Linked DNA regions of Mus musculus: regions 1, 3 and 4 are each linked to region 2. Evidence: chromatin contacts called from public promoter capture Hi-C data. All regions are on one chromosome and are shown on one strand. Each heading gives the region's core, a stretch centred on a gene start, on an enhancer-like site or on the middle of the called end of the contact. The rest is flanking DNA. Distances are from core to core; before and after follow the strand shown.

Evidence for each region. Promoter capture Hi-C pulls out the DNA fragments that hold promoters and counts their contacts. Capture Hi-C pulls out chosen DNA fragments and counts their contacts.
Region 1: a contact with region 2 is called in a promoter capture Hi-C map of liver. The contact joins the promoter of Cluap1 here to the promoter of Alg1 in region 2. A contact is called at or near these places in 2 of 39 promoter capture datasets (cranial neural crest and liver) and 1 of 115 datasets of contacts at active chromatin or transcription factors (pancreatic cancer cells).
Region 3: a contact with region 2 is called in a promoter capture Hi-C map of adipose tissue, with 2.2 times the contacts expected there. The contact joins the promoter of Zfp174 here to the promoter of Alg1 in region 2. A contact is called at or near these places in 3 of 39 promoter capture datasets (cranial neural crest, liver and pre-B cells), 1 of 484 Hi-C or Micro-C datasets (B cells) and 1 of 9 other capture datasets (adipose tissue).
Region 4: a contact with region 2 is called in a promoter capture Hi-C map of pre-B cells. The contact joins the promoter of Zfp597 here to the promoter of Alg1 in region 2. A contact is called at or near these places in 6 of 39 promoter capture datasets (cranial neural crest, hematopoietic stem and progenitor cells, liver and 2 more) and 1 of 9 other capture datasets (liver).

The regions. Positions count from the first base shown.
Region 1 is chr16:3,907,307-3,910,661 of GRCm38.p6, reverse strand. Cluap1 (clusterin associated protein 1) reads right to left here and starts at 1,653. Exons shown (of 12, transcript NM_029738.2): 1 at 1,509-1,653. The coding sequence starts at 1,530. It overlaps 1700037C18Rik (RIKEN cDNA 1700037C18 gene), which reads left to right and starts at 1,973. Exons shown (of 3, transcript NM_028484.2): 1 at 1,973-2,212. The coding sequence starts at 2,209. Gm41410 (predicted gene, 41410) reads left to right here and starts at 2,009. Exons shown (of 4, transcript NR_153801.1): 1 at 2,009-2,057.
Region 2 is chr16:5,232,003-5,235,165 of GRCm38.p6, reverse strand. Alg1 (asparagine-linked glycosylation 1 (beta-1,4-mannosyltransferase)) reads right to left here and starts at 1,545. Exons shown (of 13, transcript NM_145362.2): 1 at 1,309-1,545; 2 at 123-200; 3 at 1-3. The coding sequence starts at 1,516.
Region 3 is chr16:3,845,775-3,848,963 of GRCm38.p6, reverse strand. It overlaps Zfp174 (zinc finger protein 174), which reads right to left and starts at 1,741. Exons shown (of 3, transcript NM_001081217.1): 1 at 690-1,741. The coding sequence starts at 1,091.
Region 4 is chr16:3,870,620-3,873,946 of GRCm38.p6, reverse strand. Zfp597 (zinc finger protein 597) reads left to right here and starts at 1,573. Exons shown (of 3, transcript NM_001033159.2): 1 at 1,573-1,888; 2 at 2,671-2,797. The coding sequence starts at 1,856. It also overlaps a transcript of Zfp174 not described here and a transcript of Naa60 not described here.

The DNA.
Region 1 (3,355 bases), core at 404-2,903, 1.3 Mb after region 2:
CATAGGCAGAGGCAGATGGACCTCTGTGAACCTGATGCTAACCTGGTCTATGAAACAAGTTCTAGGTCATCCAGGGCTGTTGTTCAAGACAGGAAAAAACCTTGTCTTGAAAAACAAGTAAAAGAGAGCAAGAAAGCAAGAAAACAACCAACATTTCTGAGTTCTTACAATATGCTGAGATCTTGACCATGGTTCCTGGCAATGTAATGTCTACTCATGCTTACGGGTATTCAAAATGTACATTCAGCATTCCAAACAATCTATCTGGGCAACAAAGCAGGGCAGGCAGACTCTGCTAGGTCACGAAGAGATGGTAGAAAGATAGGAAGCATCCTTCCCTTATTTCTTTCCCTTATATCACACACACACATATATCCCATATATGTATACCCTTTATATTGCAGCTTTTCCTTATACCTCTATGAAAAAAGTCAGGTTTTGCCTAAACACTCCTTTTAGCTAAGTAGTAGCTATCAAGTTCTCCACTGTTATAAATGGTGACAGTCTCATAGATTACACACTATACAGCATTTATTTAAGGTAAAAAAATATAAATCAGTATAAATTCTGAAATACTCCTTTTAAATATTCTTTCCAGTACAATGATCACTATTCAATGATCCCAGTAAAGTGCCAGCCTCATCAAAAACTACGTGGGACAGTCATAATTACACTGTTTCAAATACCCTCAAACCCTAGACAACACGACCCTAATAGCTGCTACTCTTCTGTAAGTGAAGTAAGATTTTTTAGGTCACACAGTCCCATCACTCTAGCTGTGTGAACCAGGGGTAGCTATACTACTTAACTTGCAGTTAAAACTAGGAACAATAAGGGTGAAATATAATCACCTGCCACAAAAAGGATGTTTCCCCCAAAGAGTATAACGAGTAAGAGTAGTCTGCTTCCCCACTCTCTAGCCAAGTTCTCTGCCCAGTATTTGGCATTCAGGCAAGCTGGATTCAAACTCTAAAGCAACTCGTTCAATTACTTTGACCTCTTGCTGCCTGTTTCATCTCTAACCAGGGCACAAACCTGCTAGGAGTAAATGAAATATTGCCCACATAGAGGACAGCATGTGACAGATTGTAACATACAAACAAACAAAACAAACCCTCAAAAATGAACAAAACAACCTAGCAGCACTAGCCATCCATTCATCCGGCCACTTCCTCGGCTTTACTGGTTCTTTCTACAAACTAAATGCAGAAGAAGTCTCCATTTCCGCAAGACCTTTCTAATGCGGCTGCAAATGTGGCCGTGACAACCAGAGATAAAATGAGGTGAAATTAAACATTCAGTTCTTCAGCGGCTCGAGACACATTCCCAGTGTTCTAGCTACACGTGGCCAGTGACGGACCGAACTTTCCAAAGGTGCTGTAAAGTTCTGTCAGCCCCTGGCTGGCCCAGGGACCCACGGCCTGCCTGGGCCCACGGCTCTGGCAGGGGTCCGGCAGGGGAGTCTCGAGATCCTGGGAAGCCCACGGGAAAGCCGGGTGCAGCCTTACTGCGGAGGTCGCGGAAAGACATGGCGCTCTGGTCCCCAAGAGTCCACTGGGGCGCCGCTGCCCGTCTCTGTAGAGTTCGCAGGCCCAGCGCTCTCCGGTCTCTATAGCAACGCTCAGAGGCCTTGGACAGCGTGCGGACCAGGCCAAACAGGACAGGAAGCGAAGAGGGGTGGTGAGCGCAAGCGCAGGACACAGACCAACAGGTGGCGCCAAGCACCTTGCGAGCTGCGCAACGTCATAGTCTTTCAGAGAGCGCTTTTGGCTCTGGTCCCGTTGGAACTCTCATTACCTCACTGATATATGGAGCACATTATAACCTTTTGTGACCGAGTCTCCTTTGTATTTGTAAAAGCATAGCTAAACCCCGCAGTCGAAGCCTCATAAAGTATCCACAGAATGACAGGAACGAAGATACCCTACCCTGGGCAGAATTCGAGACCTGTACCCGGAAGGCTTTTGTGCACGCACAGCTAGTCAGTATTCCCGACAAGCCGGAAATTGGCGCCCAGACTCGCGCGCCAGAGGTTGCCCTGGAAACTGTGGAGCGAGGTAGTGCTGGTGTACCACGCCTAGGGTGTCAGGGTCAGCACAGGCTCTACAGAGAACTCTCCTTGGTGACTGCTACGAGTCGAGGACAACCGCGACAAAAGCAGGGCTGGAGAGAGGAGAGCTGTGCCAGGAAGGGTGGGCGATAAGGAAAATGGGTAGGTGCAAGAAGTAAAGGTGCCCTTGGCTAGAACACGGTGGTACTGACCAAGAGTAGATACTTAAGGACAAAAATATGTGGGGTAGGGCCATACATTCGTGGCTAGTCTAACATGGGGGACAATGCATTTGAACAGTCTTTGCAACAAATGGTTTTGAAACAATGAGCAATCCATAGCAAATTAATATCTATGTAAAAAACAATGGTTCATACACCTAGATGTAAAACCTAGAACTAAATTTTCTATAATGAAACAGAGTTGTGGTGGAGTTAAGATTCTAAAGAACCTGTAGTTTTATATTTCTACCAGCAGAATAATTGTTCCAGTTTGTCAGAATGCACAGGAAAAAAATTGGCATTATCTACATACTGCTTAACCTATGAGAAAATGGATAATTAGACAAGTGTCACCCAGAACCATCTTCTCAGCATGATTCAGATCTCTACAGGTTTGTTCTCCAAATCCTCGTTCTCCCTGCCACAAATGAGGAAGCCTAGCGAATGACTTTCCAGCATACCAAAGCCAATTTGTCTTATGTGGCTTGCTCTGAATCTAACATCAACAAATTTACCCTAGGTTTCTGGTCTCTTCCCTTGCCCGCCTCCCTCCTTGCCCCTGACATACCATACTCTCCCAAACTAGGAGGTCCAGGAAGACTAGTCTTTACTGTGACATCATAAGGACCAGTTGCTATGGGAGACCTGCAGATCCACCCCCTAGACAGGGGAGAGCAGGCCCTACTGCACAGAAGGCCTGGCCACTCCTCCCCCACCATACTGGCCCTCCATGGAAGCCTTGGTCTGTGCATTCTCTGAGCTTCGAATAAGAGAAGGTGCCTGGCTGCAGGGAGGAGCAGCAGCAGAGATGCCACACTGTCCCAACCTGGGCCCAAAGCTACTGGGGAGAGCCCAGGGATGTGCATGCTTGGGAAGGGAGTAACTCCTGATCTAGGCTATATGACTGGGCCAGGCATGCCCTCTTGTACCCACTGTGCTTATATACACTGGTGCCAGCATACTCTTTTTAGAGTAGAGAGCACAAAACGAGCTTGAAGTGCTCAACGGGATCTCAGTGCCAAAGTCCTGGGCTGCTTGGGCGCCTCTGTTAGGGGAGCAGCGGAGTAGTGGGAATAGACAGGAA
Region 2 (3,163 bases), core at 296-2,795:
CAGCTGCAAGTCAGAAAACATCTGTCTCTACAAAAGAGCTCTTGGCACTGAGAGTCCCTTCATCTTCCCAATACGCAACCATCCCTACCCCTAGTCAAGAACCTGGAGTTGACTGGTCCTACCTCCCAGGCCCCGCAGATCTGTCAACTTCACAATCCGAATCCTATCATTCTGCAAGAGTTCATCTCGAGGTTTGGAGTCTGCAAATGCAAATGAGCCCTTTCAGGTATCAGAAATAGCCAGTTACAGTCAGCTGGGTGTGTTCCTTCACATCTGTAATTCCAGTACTTGGAAGGATAAGGCAGGATAAAGTGTTCAAAGCCAGCATGTGCTACAAAGCATGCCCATCTCAAGTAAACAAGGTGGAAGGAAAATAACACCTATCAAAACCTCACAGGTCCCCAGTACCCAGAATAGAAAATGAGGTCACTTTGTGTTCTTCTATAGAATACCCTCGAAGGGCATTCATCATACCTACTTAATTTAACCTGATGACTGGCATGCAATAGGGACCCAATTTAACTGATAAAGAGTAGAACTCCTGGATGGCAGTCTGCCCTAGGATAGCACTCCACACGGGGACCAATAAGGGCTATTTCCACTTTCCCTTAGATAGAGCTGGGCCACCCCCAAGTTCGCAGATCCAATTTGAGGTGCCCAGCACGTGTTCGAGGATAGTTATGAATGTCCCCAACATGCTAGCAGATTTCATATGACTGTGTCAAAAGGTTGGATACCTGAGGGGCTACTAAAGTGCATGCCTTTAATCCCAACACTCTAAAGGCAGTAGCAAGTGGATCTCTGTGAGTTCAAGGACACTCTGGCCTACATAGTGAGATCCAAACCAGCTAGAGGCTGCATAGTAAGAGTGAACCCCTGAAAAATCATCCACGTGGACATGATGAGGGAGTGGACACCTCTGCCTACACCTTAGGGGACAAGAGAACCATCCACAGCAAGAAAAGCTCTGCGGCTGGACAAGGGATGTGAAGAAACATTCAGCCTGCCAACTCAGTGACAAAGGCAGCATGAGGAAGTGGTGACCAGCACTAAGGTCTCACACACCAGGGTTGCAGCCTGTCTGTGCACTACCTAAACAAAGCAAGTGACAGACACTTTTGCAACCGATCTATTTGTAGTCCTCACGTATGGTAAACGGCGACTGACGCCCGCTGCTCCCAGACACCAGAAAACAGCGGTCCAGACCAGAACAGGCAGGAGAGGAGCACAGCTGCTCCCGCCTCTGTCCCAAAACAGGGAGAGTCAAGGCTCCTGATTGAGCCTCCCTCTCAGGTCCCCGCCACTCACTGTAGAACCCCAGCAGCGTCACCGAAAAGCCGCTCTGGGCCAATGACAGCGCGTGGTACTGCATGCGGGGGCTGCGGCCCACGTCGCCCAGCACCACGACGACCATGTGCCGGGCCCTGCCCGTTTGCCGCCCACGCTTCCACAAGCCCAGCAGCAGCACCAGCAACAGCAGCGCCAGAACCAGCAGCGCCACGCAGGACGCTGCCATCTTGGCCGGCCGGCGCCGAGCACGTGACCGGGCCCGGAAGCCTCGCTATGCGCAAGCGCACACCCCAGACCCTGCCCAGGGGGAGGTGATTATGAAATCGCCTCTTTACGAAGGAGGAGGCGGAGCCTTGGATAAGGCGAGGTCTGGGAGAAAAGGAAAGAGAATTTGGAAGATGGGGGCGGGCTCTGAACGGGGGGGCGGGGCCTGGAAAGGGTAGGAGGCCTTTGAAGAGTTACTTAAGGAGCCCAAGAATGGACTTAGCCATGCCAAGTTCTCTGAAGTGTGTTTTCCCCTGTGAAAGTAAAGCTGTACCTTTATTGGAGTCTAAGAACTTCTTTTAAAGACCGCTAAGATAAATTTCAAACTATAATAATGATGATAATGATTACCTGCTGCTAGAGTACACTTCTCAGCTTCCCTTACGGACTGTGAAGTCATTTCTACCCCTATAGGAGGCCATATCTCATCTTCTGTGAGTATCTTAGCCATCTACACAAAAATGTACCCTCACCGTACATGAACTTGTCTCGGCTATGATCAGACCCAGCCTCTTTTATCTACTCTCTCAGTAGCTGCCTTTAATAATCTAACAAGAGAGATTAAATTTTAGATGAGAGGCTGATGAGTTTTCTTCAGGTAAAGGTGTTTGATGCTAAAGTAGGGTACCATCTCAGGAAGGAGAGAATCAACTCTCTACATCCTCTGACTTCCACGCTCCTGCTGTGACACACACAGCACCTCCCTTGTACACTAAATAAATAAAAACAATTTGGATGAATTTCCTAGTTTTGTTGAGGAAAGAGGCCATTCCCTGAGAAGTGAATGTATAAACAAGATCATGGCTACACATGGAAACCGATCTTTGTTGGTAGAAGGCAAGAGACCATAGGGCCTCTGGCTCTTTAGCAGAGGTGCCTTCCAGTGAGAAAATTTATTAAGCAAAATGTTTATCTCTTCATTTGTTAAGATGCATGCACATTGAATACAACAATTCAAATACAAAAGAGAGGAAGCAGGCATAGTATAGCCTGTAATTCTGGCACTGTGGAGGAGAAGCCAAGGTCATCCTCGACTCCATAGAGAGTTCAAGACCTGCCTGGGCAGCTTATGACAAGAACTCAAAAAAATAAGGGGCTGGATAAATGACTCAGCAGTTAAGAGCTCTTACTTGCAATCATGACAGGAGTTCAAATCCTGACACCCATGTAACAAGCTGGATGTCACCACAAAACCTATAATCTCAGCTGTGAGGGGCAGAAACAGAAAGCTCACTAAAGCTTGTTGGCTTTCAGCTTATAAGGAGAAAAAGGAGACTCAAGTTTAGGGAGAGACGAATAGACAATGGGTTATAGAGAAAGAAAGGAAGGGAAAGAAGGAAGGGAGGGAGGAAGGGAGGGAGGGAGGGAAGAAGGAAGGAAGGAAGGAAGGAAGGAAGGAAGGAAGGAAGGAAGGAAGGAAGGGAGAACTTTTTAAGTATGGGCAATAAAGGGAGAAAGAAAGAGATGCATAAGATAATGATAGTGGCATGAACTCTAGAGTTCCTGACTTTGCCAGCTAGAAAAGTACTGCTGTGTGGGGAGCTTTGGGGGCTGCATGGCAGGAATCTGACATTGGCCAAGGACAAGGAAATGGGCTTGGGGCAGGAAT
Region 3 (3,189 bases), core at 492-2,991, 1.4 Mb after region 2:
CACCTGTCACTTGCTTCCTTTTGTGGCTCCAGCTGGGCTTTCACTTGGGGAAGGGGGTGGGGCAAGACACCTGAGAACTGAGTTGAGACTTTCCCATTCAAAGGCAATATGGTAGACACTTCACTGGAACAAAGTCCACAGAGCTTCACCAAAATTAGTTTCCTATGGAACAGGCTAGACCTGTTGGCTAAGAATTCTGATTGTAGCAAAGCTTCAAGATGTGGGTCAGGGAAGACCTGACAGTAGAGATTCCTTAAAACTACTCTTATGGGGGCTGGAGAGATGGCTCAGAGGTTAAGAGCACTGACTGCTCTTCCAAAGGTCCTGAGTTCAAATCCCAGCTCACAAACATCCGTAATGAGATCTGACGCCCTCTGCTGGTGTATCTGAAGACAGCTACAGTGTACTTAGATATAATAAATAAAAATCTTAAAAAACAAACAAACAAAACCTACTCTTACAAGGTTGGAGTCTCTGAAGGAATAGCTTAGTTCTCTGCTTCCTCACTGGGTGCCAGTGGCTCGGTTTTCTGAAACCCTGGTTATGGCTTTGGGGGATAAGGGGATTCCTCCAGGCTGGAAGCAACTTTTGAAGCCTGGAATCTCTAACTAGGGATCATGAGACAAAACACTACCTCAAAAGACAACAAAAACATTACCTAGGACCCACAGAAATAGGACCCTCCTTACCCACTGCTTTGGTTTTTTGGATGTTCTGTGCAAATCTTCCACCAGAGTCACAATCTCCCTGCTGCTCTTTGGATACCGATGCCAGACCTGTGCCTGGATCTCTGGAGGTAGGATGACCAGAAACTGCTCCATCACCAGGAGCTCCAAAATCTGCTCTTTAGTGTGTAGTTCAGGCTGCAGCCACTGTCTGCAGAGCTGTTGAAGGCAGGAGAGCGCTTCCTGGGGCCCAGACACTTCTTGATAGCAAAAGTGTCTGAAGCCCTGGCGGGAAAGCTCAGGGTCAGGATAGGCTTTTTGCTGAGGGGGGCCACGGTTTTCTTCCAGCTTCATTATTATGTGTCTCTCTTGCTTGTCAGAATCCTCAGTGTGGGTGCTCAAAGTTATCTCCATTCTAGCTGCCATTTTGGGGGCTCTGGGAACAATGTGTCACTCTAATGGTAAACTGATTATGTCTTCTGGGTCCTTGCTCTGGAGAAATCTGAAGGCTAGAAAAATGTTAGGAACGAAGCCTCCCTGGAAGGACTGCAAAGACATAGCTTTCTCATTTGCTAGTCTTTATCCCAGACTCTGAAAACAAAATAGTTCCCGGTCTTTTCGTCAGTTTTTAAGGAGAAAAGTCATAATACCCCAGAAGGGCACTGGAGAGAATATTTTATTTTTGTATCTGGCGAAATTCACAACGCGTTAGGGCCGGTAGAGGAATCCCCAGGGAAAGTTTAAGCTATCATCTTGTGGGTAGCTCGCACCAACTCTCCGGCATCTGGCAGACACCGACCTGATCCAGCACCTCTGAGCGAAGCAGAGCCAAGGCCACAGCGCGACCAATGCGTGGTTAAGGATAGGGAGTGCGGCTCCGCGGCCCAGTCAGCTCGGACACGCAGCTCCACAGCAGTGTTGGGTGTCAGTTCCAGTAGCCACCTGCGACACCACGTTCTGAGGCAGCTCAGAAGCCAGTGCCCGCCTGCAGGTGACCCACCTTGCCAGAGACTGGACACCGGGAACCCTAGAGCACAGTCTAGGGGAGGAGCCGGAGCCCCGCCACGGAGACGCCCACTGGCTCCAAGAGCTACCCACGGGAAGGCCCGCCTCTCCTCTACAGGACTGGGTCTCCAGGACACTGCTAATCTTTTATTGGCTGTTTGATTTATCAATCAGTCGCAGTGCCTCTTGGGAGTCGTAGTTCAGTGGCTAGTCCCGGAGCGTTCGCAATGTACTGCCTAATACCAGATAGTTGGCAGTCACTCGGTTGGCTGAGGGAATTTGGGGCAGCAGAAAGTGCGAGGGGTCCAGCGAGTCCTCCGTATGGGGGGCTTCAGGTCAGGTCTCATATTGGCCGGGAGGGCCTCCCTCTTAGGACATGTCTGTGGTGTACTTGAAACAGGACCCAGGGGTTGGACGAACCCGCTGAAACTCATTCTCCATAGCAGGATCTTAACTTTCTTCGACCTCGCCTCTAGGCTTTTTCCTATTCTTGCGTGGTCTAACCTTCGCAAATGACTCAACGAATGCAAACACGTAGGAAACAAAGTAGTTTGCCCACTGCATGGGCTATCTTCAGAGTCTGAGGTAAAGCCTGACAACCTGGTACCATCTACGATGTGCAATGGTGAGAGATCAGTCTCTGTCTTCACAATCAATGAAGCAATAATTATGTGATGAATGGAACTTACGAGGTCAGTGTGGGGGTCATTAAACCAGGAGAGCATCTATTAGACTTTCTTGAGTTTCACGAAGTACGGGATATGAGAGAAAGTGTAAGGCAACTACAACTTCTCTTACTTGAAGACCAACCTTAACTTTTTCCGTACACATCTTCGTATGCTTGAAGACTTTGGACCCTCTCCCCACATACTAACAGCTTAACATTTCCAAAAATAGTTTCTCCTATGATTTTTGCCTTTCTTTCACAGCTCTCGTTTATTTTAAAATTTATTTATTTAAAGGTGTATGGTGTTTTGCCTGCCTGTCTGTCTGTGTATCACATGTGCCTGCTGCCCATGAAAGCCAGAAGAGAATGTTGGAATCCCCTGAAACTGGAGAGTTGTGAGCTCTGGTGTGGGTGCTGGGAATCAAACCCAGACCCTCTGGAAGAGCAGCCAGTGCTATATACAGTGAACTGCCTCTCCAGCTCCTTTTATTTTTATTCGTTATATATAATCTTTTTGTTGTTCTGAGACTTCTCACAATGTAGCCCAGTGTATAATCCTTCAACCTCTGCTTCCTCAGTGTGGATGAAAGGCATGTGCAAGCATGCTCTAGAAAACTTTCAATTTTTTTCCCTTAAGGCTGGGAGATAGCTCAGTTGATATAGTGCTTGCCAAACAAGCATGTGAAAAATCTGGATGTGATGATGAGCTCTTGTAATTCCCATACTGGGGAGGTGGAGGGAGAGCAGGTGGATCATTGGAACTCCCTGCCCTCCTACACTAGCCTAGGAGCTAATTTCTAGGCCAATGAGAGATCCTGCCTTAAAATAGGAAGATGGAAAAAAGAAAAACAC
Region 4 (3,327 bases), core at 324-2,823, 1.4 Mb after region 2:
TTCTTGAAAAACTTGGGATGGGTCCATTAAACAAAAAAAGTTAGCATGCAGTAGCTGTGTTCCATTGGCATTATCAACATATTTAATAGGAAACACGGGCCTGTATGCTGCCACTGAGCCCCAGAATGAACACAACTGCTTTAATTGTTTCGTTAGATTCTGTTGTTGGCAGTTGAAACTATCCTGACATTCTGTCAAATCCCACTACTCTTCACCTCAAATGTTTTAATAACCATGCAGCCAATCCCTGAGTAACCTGACATTAGCATAACAGATTATGTTGGCACTGGGTGGGGTGGCCTCATCTCTAATCCCAGCACTTGGGTGGCAGAAGCAAATGGATGTGTTCGATGTTGGAGGCCAGGCTGGTCTACAGAGCAAGTTCTGAGCAGCCAAGGGCATAGAGTAAGACTCCATCTCTAACGAAAGAGACAAGAGACCTGGGGTTTATTTGGAATTTTCAAGGTACTAATCTTGTTTGTTGACCCCCAAACTCTTTCTCATAATCTGGCGAATCTTTTCACTTAACATCTTATAATAGTTTAAATTGCCCTCTGTATTATCAAAGAGAGGCACTATGGGCTCTTTGCAGCTGAGGAAAGCAAAGTTAAAAGGTGTCCAGATGTGGGTTTGGATCTAGCTACTAAGGGGTACTGAGGCAAGACCTTAATTGCAGGTCTACTGGGGCTATACAGTGATTTCAGAGTTAGCTTGGGTCAACCTCATTTCAAAATAAAGTTTAAAACAAGGATAGGGGTCTGAGCTCAGTGGTAGAAAGTCTACTATGCGTGAAACCGTAGTTTCACCCTCAGTACCAAAGGGGGGAAAATTGGCACGATCATCTAATTAGTGACAGTTCTAGAAAGAGCTCGACTTTATGATTTTGAATCTTCAATTCGCTGCTCAATGTTGGTTACAAGAACATTTGCCACTAGGGCAGGTCCAGACATCCTGCGAAGGAAATCCGCGGTCTATTCCCGCTCGATGTCCGCTATGGGCCCCAATCATTTGGTTGGACTACACCTGTCGGGTACAATGGTTCATGTCCCTAGAATACTTCGGGAACGGACACGAGCAACAAGGCTAACCTGACCTGAATTTGTGATTGCACAAAGATAACCTCTTACACACCGTAGCCCCACAATCCATCTGAGACTGGGCTTGGGCCCAAGCTAAGCCTGGATCTCGGGGCCTCTCATTCACCTCACCCCCTCCTACCGAAAGCTCCGGCCCCCCCAGCGTCTGTGTGTTCCCGCCATCCGTGATCGACTCCAGAGTGGTCCGGTCTCTGCTTTCGGAATCACCGTGTCCCTCAGGGACCATTCTACTGCTCCGACTGAACATATCAACAGGCGGGGCACTCACCACCGAGACCCAGCCAGAGGAACCGGAAACGGCTGCTTGTAGAAGCTCAGGAATAGCCTCTCAGTTGCCAGGTGCGATTCAGGTCCTCGGGAAGCTGCTCAATTGGTCCATTAAGGAGGGACCGCCGCCTCGGGAGTACGCTGGCCAATCAGGATGCAGGATGGATGGGGGGGGTCGCTTCCGGCGGTTTCCCTGCAGCTACTGCGTGGGGAGCATGGGAGCGTGGGAGTGTTGTGGTGGCCTCCGCCTCCTTTGTCGCGTCTCGGCTGGGCGTGGCTTCACGCTGCTTCTGCCGGGTTGGGCGAGGTTGTCGGTACTCCGGGGCTGGTGAGTGTGGCTGTTTCAGAGCTGTTTTGGAGAAAGAAGCCGTCAGCTCAGATTCTCAAAGGAGCTTGAGGGCGAAGTGGAAAGGCCTGGCAGCGGAGTTGGAGACTCTCCACTCGAAGTGTTGTCCAAACGTGGGGACTTAAGGAGCCCTTCCTTTCCCCAGATGGCGTCCACGCTCCCCACATCGGATGAGCAGGTGAATTGTGTCGCTATTTTCCTACAGGTGTCCTGACCTGGCGGCAGTTAGACGCGCAGGTCCTGAGGCGCCTCCTCAGATAGCCCTTTGACCAAGCTGTCTTACGTTTCTTGGCTTACCGACTTCCTCATTTCAGAATCATCAGGTGGAGGAGAGCCCTAGCAGGGGTCTATAACAATTTCTCAAAGTTATCTTGCTGAAATGCGTCTCCAAATGGCAGATTCCTGGGCTTCACACCTGTTGAATAATGATAATTAAAACCCAGGTGAATTTTACACCAAAAGCTCTATGGGTTTACAGGAACAGTAAACTTAGGAGAGAACTAGAGCTTTAGGTGGTGGTGGTCGTGATGTGTGTGTGTGTGTGTGTAGCTGAGCAATCACTGATGAAAAAGAAACACAAACTAGCAAAGAATGATGTTAGGAAACTCCTAAAAACTATTTCTCAGGATTCTTACTGGGCTGGCCAGTGTCGTCCCCCCCCCCTTCCCCTCCCTTCTTAGAGAATCCGAAATAATTTCTCTCCCCAAGAATTGTTCACTTATCTTTTCAGGAAAGACTACGTTCTCACGGTGTACTTCTTGATTCTCACACCACTGTTTGAAAATTTATGTTTATGCTCTCTCCCCCACCCTATTCAAGCCATAGAGTTCCCCCAGGGAGGAATATTTTACACCAAGCCTTTTCGCCTTAGAATGCGGAGGGGTTTAGCTCTTTTCAGCCTTCCAGGACACTCAACTGACCTGCTAGCTTTTTATACTAACAACAGTGCTTCTGTTTCAGAGACCACTGCTATTTGAAGATCTGGATGTGTATTTTTCTCAAGAGGAATGTGTGAGTCTGCACCCTGCTCAGAAGACCCTCAGCAGAGAAGCCCCATTGAAGAGTTTTGAGAATTTGGACTCGATAGGTAAGACAGTTGTTTCTCCTGCATTATGGAACTTTCATCAGTTCTAGGATGAACATTGTATGCCTTGTCCACACTGGTGGTGGATTGAGACCTATCTGTGACACACACACACACACACATATTGTGTATTATGTATACGTATCTATCTATCTATCTATCTATCAAAATCACATGTATATGTGGATTTCTATAGCTATAGCAAGAACTTGTAGGAGAGAACAAGTGTCAGAGTCAGATAATGTTTTCCCTTGTGTGAGCATGAGGGCCAGTGCACATGCATTAGTGTGCAGGCCAGTGGTGATGTCAGGTGACTTTCTCATTTGTTCTCCACTCTACTTACTGAAGTCTAGTTAGCTAGCTTGCCTTGGGATCCCCTGTCTCCATATCCTGAGTGCCAGGATAACAAGGTGGGCCACAACATCTACCTGGCTTTTTCTGGGTGTTGGGGATCCAAATTCCTGTTCTTAGCTTACACTGTAAACATTTTATATGCTGAGCCATCTTCCTAGCCCTGAAATGATTTCTTAAAA